Linked DNA regions of Delphinus delphis: region 2 is linked to region 1. Evidence: chromatin contacts called from public Hi-C data. All regions are on one chromosome and are shown on one strand. Each heading gives the region's core, a stretch centred on a gene start, on an enhancer-like site or on the middle of the called end of the contact. The rest is flanking DNA. Distances are from core to core; before and after follow the strand shown. Region 1 holds the start of MRPL16 (mitochondrial ribosomal protein L16). Region 2 holds the start of PRPF19 (pre-mRNA processing factor 19).

Region 1 (6,267 bases), core at 2,565-5,064:
AAAGACTTGAAGGACTGGCTGAGGGGAATAAACAGCCTGTGTCCGTTTCCTGCTTACAATCCTCACTACACACGCTCAGGCATGTAGAACTTGCCCCAGTATCGCCCCTTATGGGTCAGGTCGTAGGGGCTCAGCACTTTCCGTATCCCCAGCATGTTGGCAGTGACAATGCGCTCAAAGGTCCAGGGGTTTTGGTTGTTCCGTTCTCGTTCTTCTCGATCTTTCCACATCTTCTCTAGAGTCTCACGGCTCACGGCCTTCGCGGGGAAGGGCAACTTGTGGGCAACCTGGTTGAGGAAACCCCGTACCTCTTGGAATTCGCAACGCCCGCCCATCTCTACTATGAGGCGGCCAGCCTTCACAGGGGTCACGTAGTGGTCGATGGCACCTTTGCCGCCCCCCATGCGCTGTCCCATACTCTTGCGGGTGATGGGCTTGAAAGGGGCTGGTACTCGCCATAAGGCAAACATGTTCTTGGGGTCCATAGACCGGTTGATTGTCAGGCGCATCATTTCAAAATGCCCCCAGTGGAGGTAACCGCCACCCAGTGCCTAAAAGTAAATGGAAGAATTAGAAACGTACGGGGATTCAGGTATCCTTCATGGGATCTATTATGTCTCTTCTTTTATGGTAACTGTGGCTTCAATGATACACATGAAAGTAAAAATATAAGTTCTAGTAAGTACCATGGAGGAAAAGCCTAGGGTACAGTAATAAATGGGAACAAGGGTGGACCCGCTTCAATGGATAGCCAGGGAAGACCTCTTTGAGGAGGTGACCTTTATAGCTGAGGCCAGAATGGAACGAACCAGCCAAGGGGAAACAGATTGAGTGTTCCAGGCAGAGGAACGGCACATGCGAAGGCTTTGGCGCAGCAGGTGGCTTGGTGAGTCTGGGCAGAAGCCAGTGTGGCCGGAGTAGAGAGAGGAATGGGGAACAGACTGCGTTCTGAGAGGCTGGCAGGGGCTGATCGTGCAGGCTGTGGGAATCGGACGTTAAAACATCACTCTGGCTGCCTGATGGGAACTAAATCCTTGTCCATAGCCATGTGTGTAGGTACTGACGTCAAGTCTTCACGGAAGCTACTTGATGAGTAAGGAAACATCTGTCCCATGTACTAAAACATGGATAGTTTTATTTTGACCAGAGGCTTGAGAAAATCTCATGGTCTAACTATGGGGTAAGTTAGGTACCCTCTTCCTTCTGCTTTTACATTATTTTCACTCTATGTAAAACAAAAAACATTTATGACTTAATGCTTACTGGGTCCTGCTCATCAGTTTAAAGAGCAACTAGTGGCAGTTCTAGTAAAACCTGTGGAGGAAGAGACGAGAATGAACTCAAGGAGTCTATTTTAATCCCTGGCTTCCGTCCTACAGCCGCTTGACGCTGGACTCACCAAGATCGCAAAACTGCCTTCAGTGAACTCAGTGGCTTCAGTGGAAGGTCCCCTTATGTCACTCAGGTTTTTAGGCTCTCTTCTCACTTTTGGCACAAGTGGTACCCTTTCAACAAATCTAAGCTTGGGCTTTTCAGGAATGGAAACATCTAAAAGGAGCACAGACAACCAAGAGTAAGTCAAACCACACATCTCAAAGGATTCATTTTCTTCCTAGAAAGATTTATAACAATCAGGTCAAAGTCTTAAAGTTACCACTCAACAGCAATTCCAGAAGTGTGTGAGGTTTATCTTGTGGATGCTTTTCGCTGACACTGGAATCTTCTGATTACGACAGTGGTTGATGCAAATGTTTTTGAACCTTTTAAGAGCAGAGTTTTAACCTTCAAACCAAAATGCTTTTTTAAAATGCCGACTCTGTACCTAACACCGAAAGAGGGACTGTTAGAGAAGGTACGAAGGTATGAGAGTGTCACAAAGTAACACTAGGGAACATTTGTGTGTGTGTGAATGTTTACTAAGTGCTGGAATTGAGCTGAGTGCTTTACATGCATCATCTCATTTAATCGTTAAAACAACTTGATAGCCTTGGTATCTTTTAGGGCTTCCTTTTTAATGTTTTTAAACCTTTAAAAGTTTAACACACATGTATCAAAGGGCCCCATAAAAAAATGTGAATTACCACAAAGTGAACACACAGACACACCCACATAACATCCACATCAAGAAACACAACATTAGGCAGGTGGTATTTTTAGTCCATTTTATAGAAGAGGAACTTCAGGCCTAGAGACATTTTATAATTTGGTTCGGGTCATCCAGTCAAAACAGAAAAGCTAGACACTATGTCACTTAAGAAAAAATACCACACTGCCTCTCTGATAAGAGGCAGTGGAAAGGATACTATATTGTACATCAAAATACCTAAGTTCTCCTGCTCTGCCCATTCTTGCTGGGAAACTTACAACCTAGTACTCCTTTGATCAGTGCTCTTTGCTTTATATATACAGGGGCTTTTCATGCTGAGGCCTGTACTACAATGTGGTTGCTGGGTGAGGGGCCAGACATGCTACGTCTTTATCATGTCTGACGTTTTGACAATATGGAAAAAAAAAATTAACTTGTAAGTCATCTAAAGTATTTCTACAGTAAAACAAGCATGGCTCTGTGATGGAGTCCAGTATAAAACAGGAGACTTTAAGGGCTACAGAAACTGCCCCCTGCCATTTCTATATGTAGCTACACAGAAACTTAGTAATGCTTTCTCTTGCCTCCACGGCCATATGTACTCCAGTGCATGTAGTAGTTTCTCAATTATGTGTAGAAGATAAGGCCCTCAGAGGTCAAGGCCGCTCTCATTTTTTTTGAGATTTCCAATATATTAAAAAAAAAAAGGTAAGTTAGATATACCAAATTGTGGCTTACCTTAATTGTTTATATTAACAAATTAATGCTTTTCACATAATATTGTTGCTGCCTGCACATGTGTAACCTCATTTGGAGAAAACATCAAAAGTCTCAGTTGAGGCCAGTTAGGTTTAGCTGAGTGGGCAGCTGTGGGCCACGCACCAGTGGTAGGCCATATGGGAGATATCCCATGACAGGTTGGCTCCCTAAAAGCAGGAGTCTTTTTGAGTCTCTTGTTCTTCGATTTCTCTCTAGCGTTTAGAACACTGCCTGGCATACAGTATGTCTTCAATACATAATTACTGAATGGGTGAATGGGGATAGGGGGCACAAGAACACGCCTACTCTTTACCTATCCTCTGCTGGGTTCCATCACAGAAAAGGCTTACAAACAGGAAAACGGATAAGCTCTCACCTTCAAAAGTGGGCACCGGGAGCAGCGTCTTTAGGCCAGCGCTGGCGGGCGGCGCTGCCCAAGAATCTACAAAGACAGATCAAGTTAAACGACGAAGGCCAGGGCTTGGTACACTCTGGGCCAAATACGCTCCTGACAGAGGTGTCCTGTGGGTTTGGGACGTGGGTTCCACTAAAGGGGCTCACAGGCACTACCCCCCGCCCCCAAAGGACAAGCCGGGGACTCTGGGCGCCGATCCCCAGGTTGCACGAACGCTGTTGACCCTTTTGCACGAATCTTATGGCGGGAGGGGCGGCAGCAAAGGGCAGCCCCTTCCCCGCGCTTCCGCAACCGTGCGCAGAGTCTTGGGACCGTGCGAGATACCCGATGCGGGGGAGGGGTGTGGAGAGAGGCAAGGCCTGGAGGGATCAGGGGATTTCTGACCTAACAAACGCGCCCGCAGGACGGGCGCGCGGGCGCGAGCCAGGAGCCGCCACATGGTCACGCGCGTGCGGTCGCGTCGGGCTCCCCACGGCGACCGCAGCGAACACTTCGACGCGGGCGCGGAACGCGGCACTCTCGAGACACGCCGGAACCGGCTCCGGCTCCCACCTGGTCGGGCCGGAAGTTGCGTTCGCGCCGGTCCCCCCTGCAGTGAGGGCGGGTGGAAGCGGAAGAAACCGGAGCCTCGGAACGTGGGTTCCGGCCTGGTGTGTGCGGGTCCCGCCCCGCGTTCTTTCCGGGGTCTCTCCGGAGGTGAGGGCGGCAGGGCAGGGGGTTCTCTCCCCCCAGTACCATGCTGAGAAAGCCTGGGTTCGTATGGCAAGTTGGTTCCTTACAATTCACTACGTTACGCCGCGTCTCTAGCCCCCTTCTCTCCCGCAAGACGTTAGAAAAAAGCGAAGGACTCATCACTGTCTTAACATTTCCTGGGCTCTTGCACGGTGTCGGGCGGTGAGTACCTCATCCTTGCGTCTAGTCCTCCCAACGAATCCGTGCGATAAGTAAGTCATTGCACCCACTTTGCAGATTCCATCTCGAAGGTCAAAGGATTTAACTTTCCTAGGGTCACACAGCAGGAAAACAGTACAATCAGTATTTGAGCACAGTCGGTGTGACTCCACAGACCCCAGTGAACGGACAATATGACTCGATATCAGGTTAAAATGAAAAAAGGTATAATTCTTCTGGGAGAATGTTGGGCAACTCATTTTTATGGGCATGATGCTTTTTAATATTTAGAAAGAGAGAGTGTCTCTTTCCAAGCTTCTAGGATACCGATGGGATTACCAATTGAGGCAGATGTCTGTTGTATTTAAATCATGCTAAATCTGTGCGTGGTCTTTCTCCAAGGATTAATATCGTAAATGGCAACAAATAAAACCTGTAATCTCGCAAAGCTACTGGAAGAACTCTCCCTGTCCACAGTTTTATGTACTTCTTAATTATTTGCACACTGACTCTGTATCAAAAGAGTTAGTGAATTTTATTACAGCCAATCATTTCTGTCCCAAGAGCAGTTTTAAAAGGTTCAACTGCCCCCGCCCCCTCAGCCCGTGTCAGATTCTGGGCAGCCCTTCTGTGCTCCCCTCTCCCTTCCACCGAAAGTGGGAGATTCAGATGTACTCAGGTATTTAAAAATCTCAAGCTGAATATTGTATAAGATTGTTTGGATGGAGAATAAAGCTGCCGTACAATCACTCTTTGATTGGTCTCTAAGTCTTCTGGTGCCCTAAAATTTCTACCTCATTGCTTATTTTAAAAGAACTAAAAATTAACTCAAAATTCTACATTTAAGGAGTACCATAATGTCTATTTTTCTTTGTAAGAGTTGTGTTAAGTACAATGGAGGATACAAATATGAAAAATCGGTGACCCTTTATGAATTTATATTTATGTAGGGATGATATGATGAGAATACAATTAGCTAACGTTGAGATATGAGAAGTTTAAATAAAGGGCTGTGAAAAATCGAAGGATGGACCTGAGGTCTTCCCTGATCACAGAAAATCATTTTTCCCTTCGATTTTTCTTCTCTTCTGATAGTTCTATGGCTGTTATTTGTAGGAGACTGAGGTTCAGGGATTACACGATTTGCTACACAGTATGATGCAAAGTAGGATTAAGAACCTTGATGAACTTACTTTTATTGGAATGCATTTGCTAACATCTCCCAAAAGTTGGTCTTTGAACTTTCCTGAGGCCTCTGTTAAAAATGTAAATATCTGGTCCCCACTTACTAAGAAACTCTAAAGGTGGGGTTCAGGAAGTCCTATTGTGAACTAGCCCCACGAGTGATTCTAATGCCCAATCATGTTTGGGAATCAGTGCTCTATGAGCACTTTGAAAATTTAAAAAGTAGAGTATAGGTACAAGGCATTGTTTCTGGACTATACAGGCCAGTACTCACTGGGATGTATATTTTTCCCACCTGTATAAAAATTAACACCTCAGTTTTTAATCTTCTTATTTAAACATCCAGAGATAACAGAAACTTGTAGCCCAGTCCCAGGTCCGGTTGTTGACTTAAATGGCACACACAGACACACACACACATACACATACACACCTTACTGCCATGAGAAAAATGAATGTGTCTACACATATTCCAGAGCTTTCCAGCTAAATTAGAGTCAGTCCCAACTTGGGGAGTTCATAGAGTTTTACAGGAGAGCTATTTCCAGCATTTCTCAGGGAGTAAGTCAACAGGCACGAAGAATGGATCTAGTCCTAATTGTTTGGCCAAGAAGAGGGAACAATGCCGACTACTGTTCATGCTTTTGTCTTGGCGTTTACGGACTAGATCCATGGTATTCCTATGAATTTTTTCACCATAATAAATGATTCCCTATTGTGGCTTAGTCAAGTTATTTACAAGTCTGTTATTATAGACCATGCTGTAATAAACATCCTTATACAGACCATTTGCGTACTGTTTTGGTATTTCTTTTGAGCAAATTCCAAAGAAGAATCACTGGATCAAAGGGATGTTCATTTAAAATCATTTTACCTCATCAAATTGCGTGAAACGGGCCTTCACCAACAATGTATCAGTGTGACTTTATAA
Region 2 (6,226 bases), core at 2,646-5,145, 360 kb after region 1:
AAGGTCATAAAGCTTATAACTGGTGATATCAAAACACAAAGCCAGGCAGCCTGGTCGGAGTCTGTGCTCTGTGCCACTCGACTTCATCTCCAAATGGATGGGATTTTTATTCGTATTGGACTCCAGGCAGATAGTGAAAAGGGAGGACCCATCAGCCTTCCCACCAAGTGAGAGCACGACATACCTTCTGAATAATCTCGGGAGTCATTCCCACCAGCTCGCCCAAATCCATCGGCTCGCCTGCACCCTGAAGAGCAGAAAGGTGAAGGTGAGAGGAGCACAGAAATGCCAGAGAGCCTTGCAGAGGAGGGCTGTGTGAGCCACCGTGCGCGCGTGCGCATACACACACACATACACACGTGTGCGCGGGCTGCTGGCGAGGCTGGGGGGACACTCACCACAACACTAGGCTGGGAGCTCGGCACAGCCTGGGGCACGATGAGCCCAGCCTGCGGTTTCAGGGTAGCCAGAGCTGGGAGAGAAGACAATGTCAGAAACAGGCTATTATAAAACAGGCCCAGCCCAGAGTGGGGCATGGCAGGCGAGAGGCTCTACCTTCTCGGGCAGCAGTGACTTCCTTGGTGAGACGGGCGATGACACGGCAGGCGGCATCGTGCTGGTACAGAGCGTGGGACAGCTCTTGGCGGGTGGTCTGCAGCTGCTGGCGCAGGGTGAAGCTGTGGAGCATGACTGCGTCCTGGGAGAGGGAGATGCCACTGAGGGGGTGGGGGAGGCACGAGGAGCACCCAGCAGAAGAGTCAGCCCTTGATAAGAAGACTAGACCAGTACCGGTGACCCGAGCAAGATCTGAGTAACTCTGAACGCTTTGGGAGATGCCCCCGAGCTCCTACGCACGCCAAACCCTGGGCACACAGACAGGAGTGGGAGCCAATTCTTTCCCATTCCCATCTTCTCTAATTTACCGGCACATCTCAGATGTCGTGCCGTCACCTTGTCAAAGGGAATAAAAATGCTACAGCTGCTATTTATTGATTGCCCTCACTGCGTCAGGCACTACGTCAGACAATCCTCAAGATGTAGTCGTTCATTCACACTTTAGAGCACCTACTATGTACCTGGCGCTGCTCTCAGTGCTGGGGCTCTATTGATGAGTAAAATAAGCCCCTGACATCATGAAGTTTATACTCTAATCTTATTCTAATTCTCCCCAAACCCTGAGAGAGAGGCACTAATCCATGTCATACGGTCAGGAAAAGCAGGACCTGGATACGAGCAACTTGCCCAGGGACAAGGCAAGTGGGCAAGGAACAAAGCGTGGAGCCCAGATCTGTGTGAGGTCAAGAAGCAGGCTCCTCTTCTGCTCTCACCCTCCCCTCAAAAGAGAAAGTAATGCTCCATCCCTCCCACCCCCACGTCCTAATCCAGTGATCCCTTCTTTTTTTTTTTTTTTTTGTGGTACGCAGGCCTCTCACTGTTGTGGCCTCTCTCGTTGCGGAGCACAGGCTCCGGATGCGCAGGGTCAGCGGTCATGGCTCACGGGCCCAGCCGCTCCGCACCACGTGGGATCTTCCCGGACCGGGGCACGAACCCGTGTCGCCTGCATTGGCAGGCGGCCTCTCGAGCACTGCGCCACCAGGGAAGCCCCAGTGATCCCTTCTTTTCAAGTGGGTAAGATACCAGTTCTCTTCCAGGGCCTTACCCATTCGTCCTGCAAGGCTTTCAGAATGGCTGGGATGCTGGTGGCTGAGGGAGGCTTGGGCCGGATTGGGTGAGCAACTGCCAAGAGAGGGAAGGTGGATGTGAAAACCCACAGCCCAGGGCACTCTGCCCCTCCCCCGCTCTTCCCCTTCAGCCTGCACTAACCGACCACCGTCCCCTCCCTGAGTGCGTGGGCACCCCCTCCCACCCTCCCAGGCCCTGGGCTAGGACGGCCCTGGACTGAGGCGGCCAGCAGGCACCTTTGATATCGATGAGCTGCTCCTCGGACAGAGGCTGGTTGTTGATGGGATCCGTGCCATTCTCTGCAATATACTTCTCAATGAGCCGCCGCTCGTAGACGTGATTAGAGACAGGGGACACACACGGGTGCTCTGGTACTTCATTGGAGACTGCGGAGAAAAGGCAGGCAGTGAGCCTGGGGTGGTGAAAGGGCCACAGGGATGCTCCACCTACTACTGGCCGCCACAAGACCACACGTCCCTACACTCAGCTAACAGCAATTGAGACGTGACACCGAGCCAGTTTCGGACGGTACCCAGAACATCTTCCAGCCACCTAACTAGCTTCTCCATCAGTCTCCTGACAGGCAGATAGTCAATAAATAATTATTACAGGACTACTAAAGCCAGGCACCTAGAGAGCAGTCAGTAGTCCCCACCCATCTCATTTTTGAACAAAGATGCTTAGGCACCCATTATACCGCAGGACAGAGAGATACACACAAAGCCATTCAAGTCTCAAACTAGAGCCTAGATGGATTCTCAAACAGAGAAATTACAAAGCGAGGTACCAAGTGCTATGATAACGAAAAGCATTTACACGGTGTTTACTAGGTGCCAAGGGCGACTGTAAACATTCTCCACTGCTTAACTCATCCTCACAACAACCCCCGACAGAGCTATCATTTACACCCCTCGAGGACAGGGATTATAGCTGGTCTCTGCCTTCCAGAACAATGCAGATGCCCAGCGGGCACTCAGTAAACATCTAACGATGAGCAAATGACAGGAAGGACGGAGCTGGGAAAAACAGAAAAGAGCTTTCTCAAGGTTCAAACAATGAATGTGAAAATACTTTGCACACCGTCATTTCTTTAAGGCGTAAGGTTCCTTTTTCTAGTCACATTTCCTTTCGCTCCGTCTTCCCTTTGTATTGGATTTACGGAGAGGTTCTGAGAAGAGTAAAGGGCTTGAGAGTTAGGAAGCCAAGAGAGAGAAAAATGAGAATCTAATACCCGGATGAACAATGAGAATGCAAAACCTCTGCACGCCTCAATAAAACACCTAAAGGAAAGACAGGACAAGGTATGTGAAAAGAGCATGGATTCAGGGTCAGAGAACCTGGCTCCATCATGCAGCTCTGCCACTTCCTAGCTGTACTGTTTTACAAAAGCCACACTCTCCTTGAGCCTTACATCCTTATCTGTAAAACCAGATGTTTATTTCTGCTCTGGAGAATTCTTATGAGGATATAACGAGATCACAGTCTTGCAAGCGCGCTGTAAACCAACAGAGACCTGGCTTCCAGCCCTGTCACTGCCTCTAACCTACTGTGCGACTTCTGCAAATTGCAGAAGTTCTGCCTACCCAAGCGAGGCGCCTCAGACAACATCCAGTGCCAAGGCCTTCATTTTGCAGATGGGGAAACTGAGGCCCGCATCCCTGCGCCAGCGGAGGCGGATCCTGCACAAGCCCTAGGGTTTCCTGTTTCCCCTGCACCTGCTCCCCTCTATCCAGGCCTCAGTTCCACTGCGCAAACGAGATGGGTGGCCTCAGTGCTGCCTGCGACAATACGCTTGAGGCGTTATGTAAACTGTGAAGCGCAGCGCAAATGCACCTCCCACTTAAGGAGGACCCCCGGGCTGACAGGCCGCCGCCCTGCCTCCCGGGAGCCCTATTTTCACCTCCGCCCCAACCCCGGCGTCGCAGCGGCCCGCATATCCTCCCGCTCGGCTCTCCGGCCTCCTGCGACCCGAGATCGGCCGCAGCCAATACTCACTAGAGCAGATCAGGGACATGGCGCCGTCGCTGCGTTCCGAGGCTCCTCACACCGGGCTCCGGGATCAGCTTCCGAGCCTCCGCGGGCCACTTCCGGTTCCCCGCTGCTTCCGGCACGCTCCGCTAAGAGCGGGGAGCAGCCCCGCCGAGCGACGCTCGCTTAGGGCTTCACGTGGGACCGCGACCGGTCGCGCGCCTCAGCCTCGGGCACTTAACGGAAGCTGCCCTTTCCCAGAATGCAATCGGGCAGGAAAGGGCGCGCCAGGAACTACTCGGCTATTTCCGGGCCCTCTCGGCTCGTTCCGTAAAGCGCTCCCAGGGGCTAGGAAAGGAGACCGAAACTACATTTCCCATGACGCAGTGGGACTTTAAAGCCAATCAATTCAGCGACACCCTTTTGAGACCGGAGCTGGCGGGGACCGTGAGACCGTAGTCTTGCAAAATTTGGTGTATGCGAGAATTTCTTAACGAACTTCTTAAAATGTATCTTCCTGGGGTCTACTTTAGAGAGTATGCGTTGTCAGTGCGTGCCCCACGTGATTCTCGGGCAAGTGTTTCTCGGAATACGCTTTGAAAGACCCAGTGAAGTAGGCGCAGGTGCAGATGGGTAGAGAAACTAACACTGGCCAAGAAACTGTTCTGGTCTTGCCTCTACTACCAATTTGCTGTGTGATTTTGGGCAAGTCCTCACCTTCTGCTCATCCACACTGGCCTTTTAAGTCCTCAAACTTACCCACTCTGGCTGGTTCCAGTTATGTTTGCCCAGAACACTTTCCTCAACTCCCTCTCTTCTTTCCCTCCCCTCCCATCCGCTCCAAAGTAAACTCAAATCACACCTTAAATGGTACTTCCTCTGGAGCGTCTTTCTTGACCCCTGACTGAATTTTAGTCACGGTGCCCTGTCATTCTCCCCTGAGCCACTCTGGATAACTATACTCATTTAATTATTTAATTATGTACAAGTATCTGTTTGCTGTCTGGGTTCTCCGCTAGGCCATAAAGTCCGTGATGGCAGAAACCATGATTGTTCCGGTCGCTGTTGTTTCTCAGAGTCTAACACGGTGCCCAACACAGAGCAGGAACGTCATAACTATTGTTGGTTGAATAACAGGCTGCGTGACAGGCCAGGCATCGTAAGTACTTGGATGTGGTAGGAAATAAAATGGATCCGTTTAGAGGGGACCTTGAACCTGAGGTGGTTAGACTTGATTGGGTTCACAGCCGGACAGCAGATCAGCTATGGAGTGATAACCACATTTCCAGAAGATTCCTCTGGAAGACATTAACTGGATGGGTTGGAGGGGGAGAGAGAAAGACTCAATAATTCATTTGTTGGACAAATCTATTGAGTATCCACTATGTGCTAGTCAGGCTCTGTACTTGATACTGGGGATAGCACTCTGAGCAAAACCAGAGGTGTCCCTGTGCTGGGGAGCTTATGGCTGTGACAGAAGATGGAGGAAATGGGGAGTCATTTCAAGGCTTCTGAGTTTCAAAACAAGCCCCTCAGGGAATAGAAAGGATTCGGGGCAATTGATTTTGGAGTAACTATTACAGGTGAGAACATGATCTCAGGTTCCTCCCCACTGCCCCCAGTCTCAATCTCCCCACAAAGGAGATAAAGATTACCTAAGGCTGGGAAGGAAAGAGGTGGGGGAATGGGCTGTATGCATAGCTGTCAGTGGGTTCTTGAGACTGGAACTCTATGCCCTGCTCCCCCAGGCCAAGGCTGCTGCTCCTTGGGAAGCAAAGGTACACATTGGTCAATAACTCAGAAGCTCCATTTCCCAGGAAGATTTAGTTGCAACCTGTGTGGACAACTGACAGAGGATTAACCAGGACAATGCAGCTCAAACAACTAAGAGGATTAGGTGAATTCTTCCCCTCCACGCTTTGGCCCTATGTTAATTTTCCAAAAGGTGTGTACAACCTGTAAAACAAGGGTGGGAAGAACCCTGAACTAAGAGTGTTCCTACCACTCAGATGGAAAAGAGAGTTGAAAAGAAATTAACTTGTCATAAGAAAAAAAAAAAGTTATATTTCCTGCACAGGAAAATCCAAGTGACATGAGATTGGTAGTCCTACAAATCAAAAACGATCTCACAAGCAAATGTGAAGTTGCAACTGTGAGAAAGGCTGGAAGGTGTTGCCCAGGATGCTACCAGAGCCTGTTCTGGAAGAAAGAGACCCTTAGCCAAGGCAGGAAGTGATGAAGGTCCAGAGGAAGATGGATGTGTCTGAGAAACATCTGAAGGAAAGAAACAATCTGACATGGGGACAGACTGATTGCTACTCATGTGTAGTCTGTGTGCAACAAAGAATGTCACTTATCATCCAGTCCTATAAGGATTAAATCATTAGCCACTATAATCGCAGCCCTACAGTTCACCCTGAAAAGAATTCAGGACAAAGAACAGGATGAGGCACGCTGTGCTTTGGAAAAATGCACAAAACAGGCCCTTAGATGTAACAGGAGAATTTTTATGACCCCAATTCTTGCATCTTCCTATACTTTAGAAAAGCACTAAAATCATGAAGTGAAACGGACA

What was found. A called contact is a pair of places that touch in the nucleus more often than the background predicts.
Region 2: a contact with region 1 is called in a Hi-C map of lung, with 5 times the contacts expected there. The contact joins the promoter of PRPF19 here to the promoter of MRPL16 in region 1. A contact is called at or near these places in 2 of 3 Hi-C or Micro-C datasets (lung and muscle).

What each region holds. Positions count from the first base shown.
Region 1 is chr8:99,769,859-99,776,125 of mDelDel1.2, forward strand. It overlaps MRPL16 (mitochondrial ribosomal protein L16), which reads right to left and starts at 3,815. Exons shown (of 4, transcript XM_060018966.1): 1 at 3,645-3,815; 2 at 3,222-3,287; 3 at 1,400-1,548; 4 at 1-551. The coding sequence starts at 3,699. The coding sequence ends at 66. All of the region lies in intron 10 of STX3 (syntaxin 3), which reads left to right.
Region 2 is chr8:100,128,680-100,134,905 of mDelDel1.2, forward strand. PRPF19 (pre-mRNA processing factor 19) reads right to left here and starts at 3,896. Exons shown (of 16, transcript XM_060018975.1): 1 at 3,679-3,896; 2 at 1,920-2,069; 3 at 1,661-1,737; 4 at 556-697; 5 at 399-472; 6 at 185-247. The coding sequence starts at 3,697.